Linked DNA regions of Gossypium hirsutum: region 2 is linked to region 1. A link is a contact called in public Hi-C data. All regions are on one chromosome and are shown on one strand. The core of a region is the stretch at or near the end of the contact, and the rest is flanking DNA. Distances in the headings are between cores, read along the strand shown. Region 1 holds the start of LOC107957861 (sucrose transport protein SUC4). Region 2 overlaps LOC107957859 (putative disease resistance protein RGA3).

Region 1 (6,689 bases), core at 548-3,047:
CTTATTCAAATACATATATATGTATATGAGGGGGTTGAAACCATCTGATTAGCATATATGGTCTTATAACATATAAATGCCCAACAATCTCAGAAGTTTATTCATTCTTGAAGGAAAACTAACATATTATATAATAGTTAATCCGATCAAACTCCATAATAAACAAACCCAAATTGGCAACACCCAAGACTAGCACATTGCATTTGCAAATTAACCACCAAACTCAATTGAAGCAATCGAATAGTCCAACAAAACTGTCTGAATGAAAAAATAAGACAGAAAATAATATTGTAATATAATTATTATAACAACCAACATTGTATCAGAAAGCGAAGGGGCACAACAGTCCACCGAGTTTTTGTTCTGAAAGACGATGTTTCGACAAGCACTAAAGGCACGGTTATAAATAGATAAGGAAATACCAATTATCAAATGTAAAATAATTTATATTCCAGGATGACATATTTGCTTTATCTTTAAAAAAGATGCCATATAAAGCGATATAAATATACTTTTTCCCATTTAAATAATTAAACCCCAAAAAAATGAAAAAAAAAAAGAGAAAGAAACATAAATGAAGGAACAGAAACTAACCAGTAAGATCGGCAAGTAGAGCTCTACAAGGACCTTGAGTCACGTTATTAGCAACATCAAGAATCCAAAACCCGAAAACAAACGCCACGATAGCTCTCGGCCGGGACGCCTCTGTATCGCCGAACAACCATCCGATATCGGCGGAGTGACCGATGATCAAAACGGCAACGATAATCGAAACTGCACCAGCCACGATAAAAGGTCGGCGACGACCGAAGCGGCTGGTGCATCGGTCGCTCATGTGTCCCACCAGAGGTTGTACCAGAAGGCCCGAAAGCGGCCCGCAAAGCCATATGATGCTGGCCCACTGGTGAGGTATACCTAGCTCTTGAACGTAAGGTGTCAAGAGCGAGAGCTGTAAAGCCCATCCGAACTGTATCCCGCATGCCACGGAAGTGACTCGAAGCAGCTGCCGGAGCCGAACTCTAGCTCGAACCGGCGGTCGTGTTGAAGACGCCGGAGGTCTCCCTCTAGCTTGTTGGCGGTTTACTTCGGGGATCGCCATCCCTTCCCTTTGAATTTCACGATATTTCTCCTTTCCTTCTTTCTTTCTTTCTCTCTCTCTCTCTCTCCACAACCCCTTCTGTTTCTCTCGCTAAAACCGGGTTTTCAGGGTCTAAAGGTTCGTCCCTTGCAGAGAAAGTGGCGGTTCCAGCTGAGAGAGTGTCCACAGTGAGACTGGCGGGTTTGAGTGTGACGAGGGAAACAGCCAGAAATTTGAAATGGCCTTGGAATTGAACAAAATTACAAACAAAGCCTCACACAAATAAAAGCTAAAAACTAGGGAGAGAGAGGACTGACTGAATTGGAAATTTCTAGTCTATTACAAGGGCAAATTTCGGATCAGACATATTTTTCGTTCTTTCGGACAGTATCGTAACCTCACTCAAACAGCTAAGATTTCTTTTTCCCCGTTTCGAAATTCTAGGACGTATCCTCAAATGACGAAACTAGCCTTTGAAGAAAACAAAAGAAAATGGTTATTTTGGGGAAAACGGAAACAAATTCCAATAATTAAACATTAGCTTTTAGCTTTCTAGCTTTTGAGGCTGTTAAAAAAGAGCATATGCTTAATTGCCAGGTACCCAAAGGGTTACTTCCACTTAGTGCTATTTGAATTGTCGTCTTATGAGTGTCCTATCAGTCTTCGCCATAACAAGTAAATATTTAAGTATTTTGAACCCAAAAGATTAACATCAACAAATGAAATTGGGATTGGGATTGGGATTGGATCTTAGCTAATTATAGTCAACAGGAGAAAATCTTAGCTAATCTAGGCGATTGGGTTGGCAAACATTGTTTAGAGGCTTGCCAGCCTAGCCTGCTTGACTTTTGAGCTTTGGCTCTTAACTTTGCTTCTCCATACAATTCTAGTCCATGACTCACTACTTTGGTCACCATCTTTCTTTCTTTTCACCTTACTAATAATTTACTTTAATTTCAATCATTCAACAATATTATAACTTTCAAACCTAACTTCTTTTATTTTTTATTTTTTAAACTATAAACTCTTTGATATATAAATTTTTTTTAAAAATTGTTTAACTCGTTGCATTACAACTTAATATTAAATAAAATGGTATACATATTGAACATGTTTTAGAAAGTTAGGGTATGTTTATGTTTAATTGAGGACAAGTGACTAATATCTCAACATATAACCCTATTGCAAATTAATAGTACATTAAAATCTTATTTAATAAATTAAAATTTTAAACTTTGAATTTAAATTATAATATTTGTTTGATGTAAATCTAAATAGAATTATATTATTTCATAAACATAAATTATAAATTACATTTTACATTTTTTCTTTAATTTTAAATATTGCATATTATTTTTTTAAAAGTAAATTTTAAACAATTTTACTATAAATATTATGGTGGGTAAGAGAGGATGAGCCATGAAAATCAAAGATATAGAGGAGACGGGAGACCAATAATTAGAGATAGTGGTTAGTCCAAAGAGGAATAGTCTAGTTTAATTATAACAACTAATTGAGATGACAGATACGACAATTTTATTTGTTTAAACTTTTTTTAAGGAATGACAATATATATATACACAATTAGATGCACGTTTATAAACAGGAATGACAATTTTATTTGTTACAACCATTTTTTTCATTAAGGAATCACAATTTATATATAACTAGTTTGTATTTTAATCTAAATTTTAAATTAATTATAATACGAAAATATTTAGCATATAATATTATTATAATTTTAGAAAATCATATTTATTATTTTCATATAAAAATTAAAAAACAATATGTAATGATTTAGTAATATTTTAAGATTGTTGTTTTGATATAAAAATTAAAAAAATAACATTAATAACATTATGCAATATAAGATTAATTTAGGGAATCATCCATATTTTTTAAAATAATCAAATATTACACCCTATAATTATTAGAGCCGAGCCTGATAACTATTAGGGTTTTTTATTGTAACATATTATAGGTTCCCAAGTAAAATATAAAGAGAACCAAGTGGGAAGTTATCAAGATCAAATTGTATGTGTTTATGATGGTGCACATGATTTTTAATATATGGCTTGAAATGTGATTTATAATCTCATAAATCTATAAAGTTTTTAAATATAGCAAATTTCCAAATATATTTTGGACATTATGAATCAAATATCTCAATTGCATGAAAATAACAACATAAAGCTATTTATCTCATTTAGATGATGGGCATGGTTTTTATTATAGTCACAAAATGACTAATAATGTCCATGATAAAGGGGGTATAAATATGTGATATTATAATTAAATTAATGATTGGCTAGTTGTTGTCCTTAAATATGACTATGTTCTAAAAATATGAAACACCCCTTTGTGTATATGGTTTGTTGAAAAAAGAAGCCATATCACTTGAGCATTTATACACAATGAGTTTTAAGGTCTTATATCGACTATGAAAATAAGCTATGAAAAAATAGAAAATATGTTTGTCTTATTTCACTTACGGATTTGGGGTCTCTTTATAACAACTTACTTGGTGGAAAATAAATAAATAAGCAAAATGTGAAGCCATCCTGATAAGTGATAACAATAAATTGATAATTGTACAAAGGGTATCCTTAATGACATTCTTTTGCGAAAGAATGAGTAATCGAATATGGTGAGAGTTCACTATTGTAACTTCAAGAAACAAATGAATATAAAGTTTATTATGCGGTATATATTATTAACATGGAAGAATGAGAAATATACTCTTAATAGTCTCATAACATAAATGTGTTAGAATGTTATAATTACGGGAACACTCTCGGTGGAATCTACCTATGTGAGTGGAAGTGTGATCGCTTTAGGAGCTCAAAGGCTTAGCTCTAACAACACTCGTGAAAAGAGGTTATAGGCACGTGACTATAATAGTGTCCCTAGATATTGTGTATTGAATGGTGTCGAAATCATTTTGTGAGATATGTTTGGCTAATTAAATGGAATAGTTGGTTCAAAGATTAGTTTATGCAATTTCAATTAATTTTAACTTGTTTTGAGTGAGTGAAGGTTCAATTGTAAGATTCATTCATTCATGCAATTTATTTCAAAGATATCAAAATTTAGAATATCTTTAAATTGGGAGGGAGAGATTGTTGGAATATTTTTGAATATATATAATATTTCAATAGTTGCAAGTGAAAAGTTATAAGTAACCAATAGTTATATTACTTGAATATTAACCAAGAGTTGCAATGAGTTGTGTCTCTTATAACTAAGAGTTATGTTATTTGATTATGATTATTTAAGTAATATGCAATGAATAATTGTGTTTATTACTGAAAAATGTGACCATCCGTTTGAATAGTTATGTTTTTATGAAAATATATGATAACTATAAATAGGAATGAAATTTCAGTTTCATGGTACACCAAAAAACTTAAAAAATATTTCTTTATTCTCTTCCATCTTCTAATGTTCAAATATCATTCTATAATCATAATTTTTTTATAGAATTTGATACACTTACTATACTCTACTTAATGCTCAGCGAACTGTTTTGTCAGTGCAAGACATCGAAAGTCATTAGGCTTCATTTTATCCTTAAGGTTCATTTGCAAGTAACTCTTTTGCACACTAAAGTTTATGTAAGGGCGAATAGAACCTTAAAGATAATAGTGTGGTTACAAGCCTTGAAGCCTTTAATTAACTTTTCATAAGTTCATTTTCATCCCATGCACCAACAAGTATGGCAGTGGATTGATAATGCAACACTAGCATTTAAGATGCTAAAGCTAGCTTTGTTTATAGCACTTGTGTTAGTGTTACCAAGCTTTGAGAATCATTTTGCAATGGGGTAGAAGTTGTTCTTACTAAAAAAGGATTGCCCTTAGTTTATTTAGTAAGGCTTTGGCCCCCAAGCCCCAAGCCTTATTCGTTTATGGTCGAGAAATGATAGTTGTTCAGTTGGCAACATAGAAATGGAGCCTTTATTTGGTAAGTGGACACATGAAAAAATTAGGACTTATCACAAGACTTTGTAATTTTTATCCAACATTTAGGCCGCTACTCTGTATTAGTTATGAGTGACTAAAATACTAGAATATGATTTTGAAATAATTTATAAGAAAGAAGTTAGTAATATAATAGCTTAGGTGCTTTCAGGGAATCCTAATTTTAGCAATCCACAACGTCTTCAAATGTTTACAATGACCATCAATCTAATGGCTAAAATTAGTGCATCTTAGCATAAGGATTTTATGCTTCAAAAATTAATAGTTGAGCTTGAAGAGAATGTTGCATTGCATCCTATATATTATGGGATGGCAAGCAGTTGGAGAGAAAAGGTAAGATTGTGGTAGGTAATGAACTTGCACTTCAGAAAGAAATCTTGGAATATTTCCATAATAATCTGATGGAGGCATTCAAGTGCTCAAGTGACTGCCGGTAAATTAGTTGGTGTATTATATTAAAGAAGGTTGTAGAAGGTTGTGAGCTACTAAGTAAGAGAATGTATGGAGTGTTAAAGGTGAAAGACTGATAATACAACTAAAGTAGGTTTACTACAACTCTGACATATTCCAACAAGGGCTTGGGTTGAGATTAGTATGGTTTTTTAGAGGGTATTCTTAATTCTAAAGGCAAAGACACATTTATTATGGTAGCGGTAAGCTAAGTATGTTAATTTTGAAGATGTATCTTACCCTTTCTTTGGTTTGGTTGTTGCACTGGAATCTTTTACCCATTTTTTAAGGTTACATTATATGCTTGATAACATTGCCACAAACAAAGATAGAGTTTTTATAAGTTCCTTCTAAAAGTAACTTTTCAAAAGGCTGGGAACTTGCAGAACCTTCAATAGCATATCATCCATAAACAAGTGGTCAAATAAAGGTAGTTAAGCATTGTTTGGAGGGATATCTATGTTGCATGATTTGTGAAAACCCCTGTGATTGGAGTTATTGGTTGGCTCTAGTTAAATGATGTTACAACACTTCCTACCATCCATATGTTCACACTACTCCTTACCAGGGTCTTTATGGCTAAGCAGCACTCATCTATTTACCTTATATGGTAGGATAGTTAGTTGTGGGTTTAGTAGAAAGAAGCATGCAACAGAGGGAAGTTGCTAACTAGACTTGATATTCCACTTGCAAAGAACTTAAGAAAATGAAAGTAACGGTTGATAAGAAGAGAATTGAGAGAGAGTTTGAGGCGGAAAATCCGATTCATTTGAAATTATAGCCATATAAGCAAAATTCAGTGAAACATGAATCTTCCAGAAGCTAATAGCTAAGTATTATGAACAATTCTATATCGCACCTAAGGTAGGACGGGTGACCTATAAATTGTTGCTACCAATTAGGTGAAAAGTAAATCTTACTTTCGACATGTTGCACTTTAAGAAACAAGTGGGCAAAGCACTGATACAAGCAAGCTTATATGTTGTGGGGGCAAATGGGACAATGGTGAAGGAACTTGACAAGATTTTGAATAAGAGAATTGTCAAACGAGGTAATAGTGCGATCACACAAATGTTGGTGCAATGGACTAACACGTTTCTTGAAGATGCTATATAAGAAACTTTGCATGAGCCTGAACAAAAATTTCCTCGAGTTCATCCTTGAGATGAATGGAGTATTTG
Region 2 (5,976 bases), core at 2,753-5,252, 60 kb before region 1:
AGACATCTTATAATAAATGGTTGTGAAAGATTAACTCGCTTGCCAGGTAACTTTGGTAGACTTCATTTTCTTCAGACATTGCCATTGTTCATTGTTTCAAATGAGACTGATCTCAGGGAAAATGATAATCTAGTTGGGCTGAGACGACTGAAGCTCAAAGGTGAGCTGACAATTAGAAAACTGGAAAACGTAAAACGTGAGTTTTTAGCTCAAGCAAACTTAGTAGAGAAAAACCTTCATTCTTTGGAGTTATCATGGGGAGATGATCATGAAGGTTTGAACTTGAACATGAACAATGATTTTATTTGCAAAATGGGAGAAAATGTGCTTGAGTGTCTTCAACCACCTGAAAATCTCAAACGTTTGTCCTTAAAAGGATATCCAGGATTCTGCTTCCCAAGGTGGATGCGCACTCTCATACTTCTTGGCTTAACTAAATTGGAGTTGATCAACTGCAAAAGATGTGAACATCTCCCTACTTTAGGGGAACTTCCATTTCTAGAGATTATCTACATGCGTGGAATGAAAGCTGTGAAGGTTATTGGCAGAGAGTTCTATGGAGAAGACACAAGGAGATTGTTTCAATCACTAAAGGAGCTAACCCTCATAGACTTCCCTGATTTGGAACTCTGGTGGAGCATAAGTGGAGGGAAAGAATACCCGTCACTCGTTAAATTAACAATCAATAAATGCCCTAGGTTGTTGAATTTGCCACAATTTCCATCAATTAAGCATTTAGAGTTGCGGAACTGCCACGAAGCTTTATTAAGATCGCTGGTAAATGTATCCTCACTTTGTATCCTAGTTATTGATGTTTTTACAGGACAGTTGGTTCTATTGGATACCTTGCTTCAAAACAACGTTAATCTCATGTCTCTAACTATCAGCTCTTGTCCCAAGATTCGGTACATCCCTCCTAGTTTGGGGAACCTCGTCAATCTAAAAACATTGACGATCCGTTGGTGTGAGGAGCTCGTATCTTTGCCACTGCAATTGCAAAACCTCAGCTGCCTGCAGTCCTTGGAGATCTGTGAATGCCATAGTCTTTCTGCTCCACCCCAGAGTATAAGTGGGTTAATCTCTCTTAAATATTTATCCATTGAGAACTGCAGTCACATAAGATCATTACCGATTGGACTGGAACATCTTAGCTCTCTTGAACATCTAATGATAATGTATTGTCCAAGTCTGGTGTTTTTGCCAAATGAGTGGCAAAACCTTTCCATGCTAAGGAGTTTGTGCATTTTAAGCTGTCCACAACTATCATCTCTGCCTGATAGTATTCAATATGTAAGGACACTGCGAAATCTGGAAATCCATGGTTGTCCTGGTTTAAATGTGTTGCCTCAGTGGATCATCAATCTCACACTTCTAAGATCATTGGCAATATCAGATTGTCCTAATATCACATCACTTCCAGACAGCCTTCAGTGTCTTACCAATCTCCAGCGTCTTTCTATTCAAGAATGTCCAAGGCTTGAAGAGCATTGCAAGAAAAATATAGGTGATGGCTGGCCAAAAATAGCTCATATTGCGCATATTTACATTGGATCACCAGAGCTCAAGAAAGAGAATGTTGCTAGCAGCTCGTCATGCTAATTAGAATAAAAGCCATCTATCTGGTCATGCTTTTGGTAGGTTAACTTCTTTCTTCTCTTTGGAATAAAGGCCTGAACTCTCTTCTTCGTTGACAATTGAGTAGTAAACTGGTGTCCTTGCCAGTAGAATTGCAATTTCTAACAGCCCTTGAGCACTTGACTATAATATGCTGTCCAATATTGGTTTCTCTACATGACAGTTTCTGATATTTGTCCACTATCAAGAGTTTGTTACCTCAATGCAGAATCTAGAAGCTGCCATCGTAATCGTCCTCACTCGGATCTTACTTCTCCCAGTGATCTGCAATTACTAGTTGCATTCAGCATTTATCTATTCCTGGAATGTCGCGCTCCAGAAGAGAGGTGCAAGGAGGACGCAAGTGAAGATTGTTTAACAAGTATTGTTACAAATGTCGATATTGGATCACGAGAGCTTGAGAGCAGCCCATCTCATTAAGGTCTGAAAATTCCCCCGGATTGCTACCTGTTATATCAGTTCTTTCTTTTCCATTACTTCATTTTAGTTGCTCTCTTTGTCTTGAGGGAAGATGCAGATTGAGAACTGCCATTGATTAACGCAATTGAATCAAGAGTCAAGACAAATGAGTTCAGCATTTGAAGTTCCTGAAGGTAAGCTCTGCTCATTTCCACCATGTTTAAGAATTTGTGTGTATGCGTGTGTTCCTTTTAAATCTCCATTACTGTAAATTATGAACATTCAGTCTCTGCCGGGACAAATACAGGTAGCCTTGGCCTCCATAATGCGGCTTTCTTACACATCATCAGTCAGGTTGTTAAACTATATATTTATTCAGAATAAAATTTTGCATATAATAATAATCTTTTTCAAAGTGTCAGTATGTAATCAAATTATTTATTTATGGAATAAATATAAAAATTATATATAATTTAATTTGATAATTTTTAATTTTATTCAACCTTATATATACCACATTAAATTTAATTCAATTGTTCACATTTGAAAAAAAAACTAATTTAATTTATTTTCTCTTTGGATGATTATAATTATTTATGGTACGCAATAAGTAATCATAAAATAGTGCAATATGATATTAGTGTTGGTAAAATACGAAAAAAGAATCAAAATCAAAATATTATGCATACAGTTGAACCAAATCAAACATATGATATTGCATATTAAATAAAATACATGCTTAATTTTGATATTTATCTTTTTATTTATTTGTTTTTAATTATCGGTTAGTAGATGTATGTTTATTAATATTTTCTTACACTTGAATTTTTGTCCTATGTCATTTTTAGGGATGATACTGAATTCGGATATTTGTAATTTTTGTAAAATTTGAATTTGGTAAATCTATTTTAAAAATCGAATTCATTTATTATATCATTAACTCCTAATATTACTATCCGAATCTAAATTAATTAAAGTATTCGTCGAATATCTAATTGTTGAATATATGTATTTAGAGAACATAAATATATTTTTTAAATAAAATTTTCCAAATGTAATTGATTCATTTATCTTAATCCATTATAAGTGGATCTGAATATACAATATTAGAACCCATATCCATATTCGTAAAAAAAGAGACTAGATCCGAATAATGGATATTCGAAGATTAATTATCCATATCTACTCAAAAAATCATTGCGGATAATAATTAAAATATCAAAATCCACAATATCCAAATTCACCAACTAATTAAATATCTACAAATATCCAAATTCACATAGGTTTTCATATCACTAATTGTCTTGAATATTTCTACATCTTAATATACTTTTTAGAGTTAATTGCACCAAACATCACCAAACATCTCTAATTTATGACCCTCATGTTAGATTGATCTCTAAACTTCAAATCATTCTAATTACGTCCTTAAATTATCGAGATTATATCAATTAGGTCATTCCATTATTAAAAGTATTAATTTAACTACTAAATGACAAATAAGATTTTATATGATATAATTTAAAATGAAAAATTTAAGAAAAAATGAATATTGTAAAAAGTTTTTGTTTTAAAAATATTAATTCAGAATCTTATAGCTTTTACAAAAGTTTTATTGTTCATTATTTATTTTTTAAGTATATTTTATTTTTAGTTTTTACTTTTAAAAGTTATGTGATAAAGTTCTATTCTTTAAAATTTTTATTTTAAATTTAACTACATATTATTTAACATGTCATTTAACAGTTAAATTAATTATTTTATTAATGAAAGAAGCTAATTGATATAACATCGATAATTTAAGATATAATTAAAATAATTTAAAGTTTAGAGACTAAATAAAATAAAGATCATAGTTTGGGGATATTTAATGCAAATAACCCTACTTTTTATTCAATAACATTCATTGAAAAGGCACAATTTACCAAGAGTGCATGTTAGTGAATCATGTTGTTAAAGAAGAAGCCCAGTTAAGGAAGCCCACACATTGATCCTATCCCCTTAAAACGGTATCTCGACCTCACTCTCCCGCGATTCCGATTTACGTTTTCCCCCCAAAAAAACCACAATTTCTTTAAAAAGAAAAAAAAAAAATAGAAACATCCTCTTCAATCTCTTGCTCACATCCCATATCAATGCTCCTTCTACTCCAAACCCCTCACAGTTCAAAACCTTAACCTTCCAACGGTTACATCCCAAAAACCCATCAAAAGTCTTCAGGGGAAGCCGAAGCGATGGCCATTGCAGATTCTAGAGACCAAGCCTTCTCTCTCCTCATCGCCGCTAACAACCACGCCGATTTGGCGGTGAGGCTTTCATCTCTCAAACAGGCCAAAGATATTCTTTCGTCACTCTTTCCTTCCTCCGCTGCCGATCTCTTCCCTTACCTCGCTGACCTACAGGGTTCCCCTCACAGCCTCGTTAGAAAGTTTCTCGTCGAGTGAGTTTCTAATCCTAATCAGCTCCAATTCTGTGTTAATTGTTTACGATTTTGTTTTATTTTTAAAAATCGCGCCAATGCATCCTTAACTGCTTCTTTTCTTGGTTTCACGACTAGGTTGATTCATGAGCTGCAAATTTGCAGGTTTTCGTGTATTTTGAATTTATTAAAACTGACACTTTTTTTCACTATTAAAAATTTTACAATTAAAGGATTGCGCGTTGCTTTCTCGTCTAATTTTTTGTTGCTAGGTTTCTATTTTATAGGTGGAATTTCATGCTATTTTCTGTCAATTGTTGGCAGGATTATTGAAGATATTGCATTGAAAGCAATAGAACATTCTTCTTTACTAGTACTTGTGCTGGTACCGTTTTTGAGGGATGTTGACTCTGATGTTGTGAAACAATCTATCGTTAGTGGCAGGAATTTCTTCTGCTGCGTCTTGGAAGAAATGGCATTACAGGTTGTTTGTCCTTTTATACGTAAATACGTAGTCCTAACTTAGTCAGATGCATTTGTATATATATTATGAGTTCTTTTCCCAATTTCAAGAATATTTTATGTCTCTATGTACAATTTGTGATTTTGAGCATATTTGTTTTGAATTATTGAAGATGTTTCTGGGTACTTTTTTCCTGAGTGCATAACAGTAACCACTTAGTGCTGGTTTCTTTTAATTCATAATCTCAACAACTCCAAAACATAAATGATGATATTATCCTTTATTTGCGTTTGTTGTATTTCTTTATTTGATTCATCTGTCAAACTATCTGCCTTTCTTACCTACATGTAAATCCTTTCCTTTTTTTCCTGGGAACTTATAGTTTCAGCAGAATGGTAAAGTTGACCAATGTCTCGAAGAACTATGGATATGGATGGTTAGGTTCAAGGACGGTGTGTTTTCCACTGCAATGGAGGTATGACTTATTGACTGGGCTTTCCAAATTCTAAACAAGTGTGGGCTGATTTTCAATGGTTGACCGCGTTGTAATATTATAAACTAGTTAAAAGCTGTTGATAAACAGAAAGTTACTACCGAATTAACTCTAGGCAAACTTGTTTCTTTGTTGAAAATATTTATATGCTAAATAGATTTTGGTTGAATTTTTTTTAAAAAAAAGTAGATGTTTGAGCAAAGACTTCACACCTAACAAGAGATACCAAAAAATGGAATAAAATGAAATATATTTAAATAATATTGTTAATTTAATCAGATGACATTTTATTTAAAACATTATTGATGGATGAATGCATTAAGTAGGTGTTTATTGCTTAACATGCTTGGCAGGTTCCAACTAAAATTTTTGATCAAGTGGTGTCCAAAATGAGTGACCTAACATAGTTGAAATCTTAATTCGTTGCAAACCTAAAAATCCTACTAATAAATTTTTTTTCAATGATTTGTTGGAAAAATACCTTTGTGGTATTTGTTTGATGGTTTTTATGTGCTCATGTGCTGAAATATAATTGTTGTTTTCACTTACATTTTTGTTCTTTCCCCT

What was found. Hi-C and Micro-C count contacts between places; a contact is called where the count stands out from the background.
Region 2: a contact with region 1 is called in a Hi-C map of leaf, with 2.3 times the contacts expected there. The contact joins the enhancer-like site here to the promoter of LOC107957861 in region 1. A contact is called at or near these places in 11 of 34 Hi-C or Micro-C datasets (anther, callus, fibers and 3 more).

What each region holds. Positions count from the first base shown.
Region 1 is chrA05:21,644,022-21,650,710 of Gossypium_hirsutum_v2.1, reverse strand. It overlaps LOC107957861 (sucrose transport protein SUC4), which reads right to left and starts at 1,797. Exons shown (of 5, transcript XM_016893461.2): 1 at 595-1,797. The coding sequence starts at 1,099.
Region 2 is chrA05:21,706,852-21,712,827 of Gossypium_hirsutum_v2.1, reverse strand. It overlaps LOC107957859 (putative disease resistance protein RGA3), which reads left to right. Exons shown (of 3, transcript XR_001700546.2): 1 at 1-1,634; 2 at 1,844-2,056; 3 at 2,153-2,443. It also overlaps the pseudogene LOC107960680. Among protein-coding and RNA genes, the nearest start is that of LOC107957859, 5.3 kb to the left of the region's middle. Within about 2 kb of position 4,002, at least 3 of the 9 cell types and tissues checked have an H3K27ac peak or open chromatin away from gene starts, as enhancers often do. A contact at or near this core is called in fibers and leaf, where this site is marked.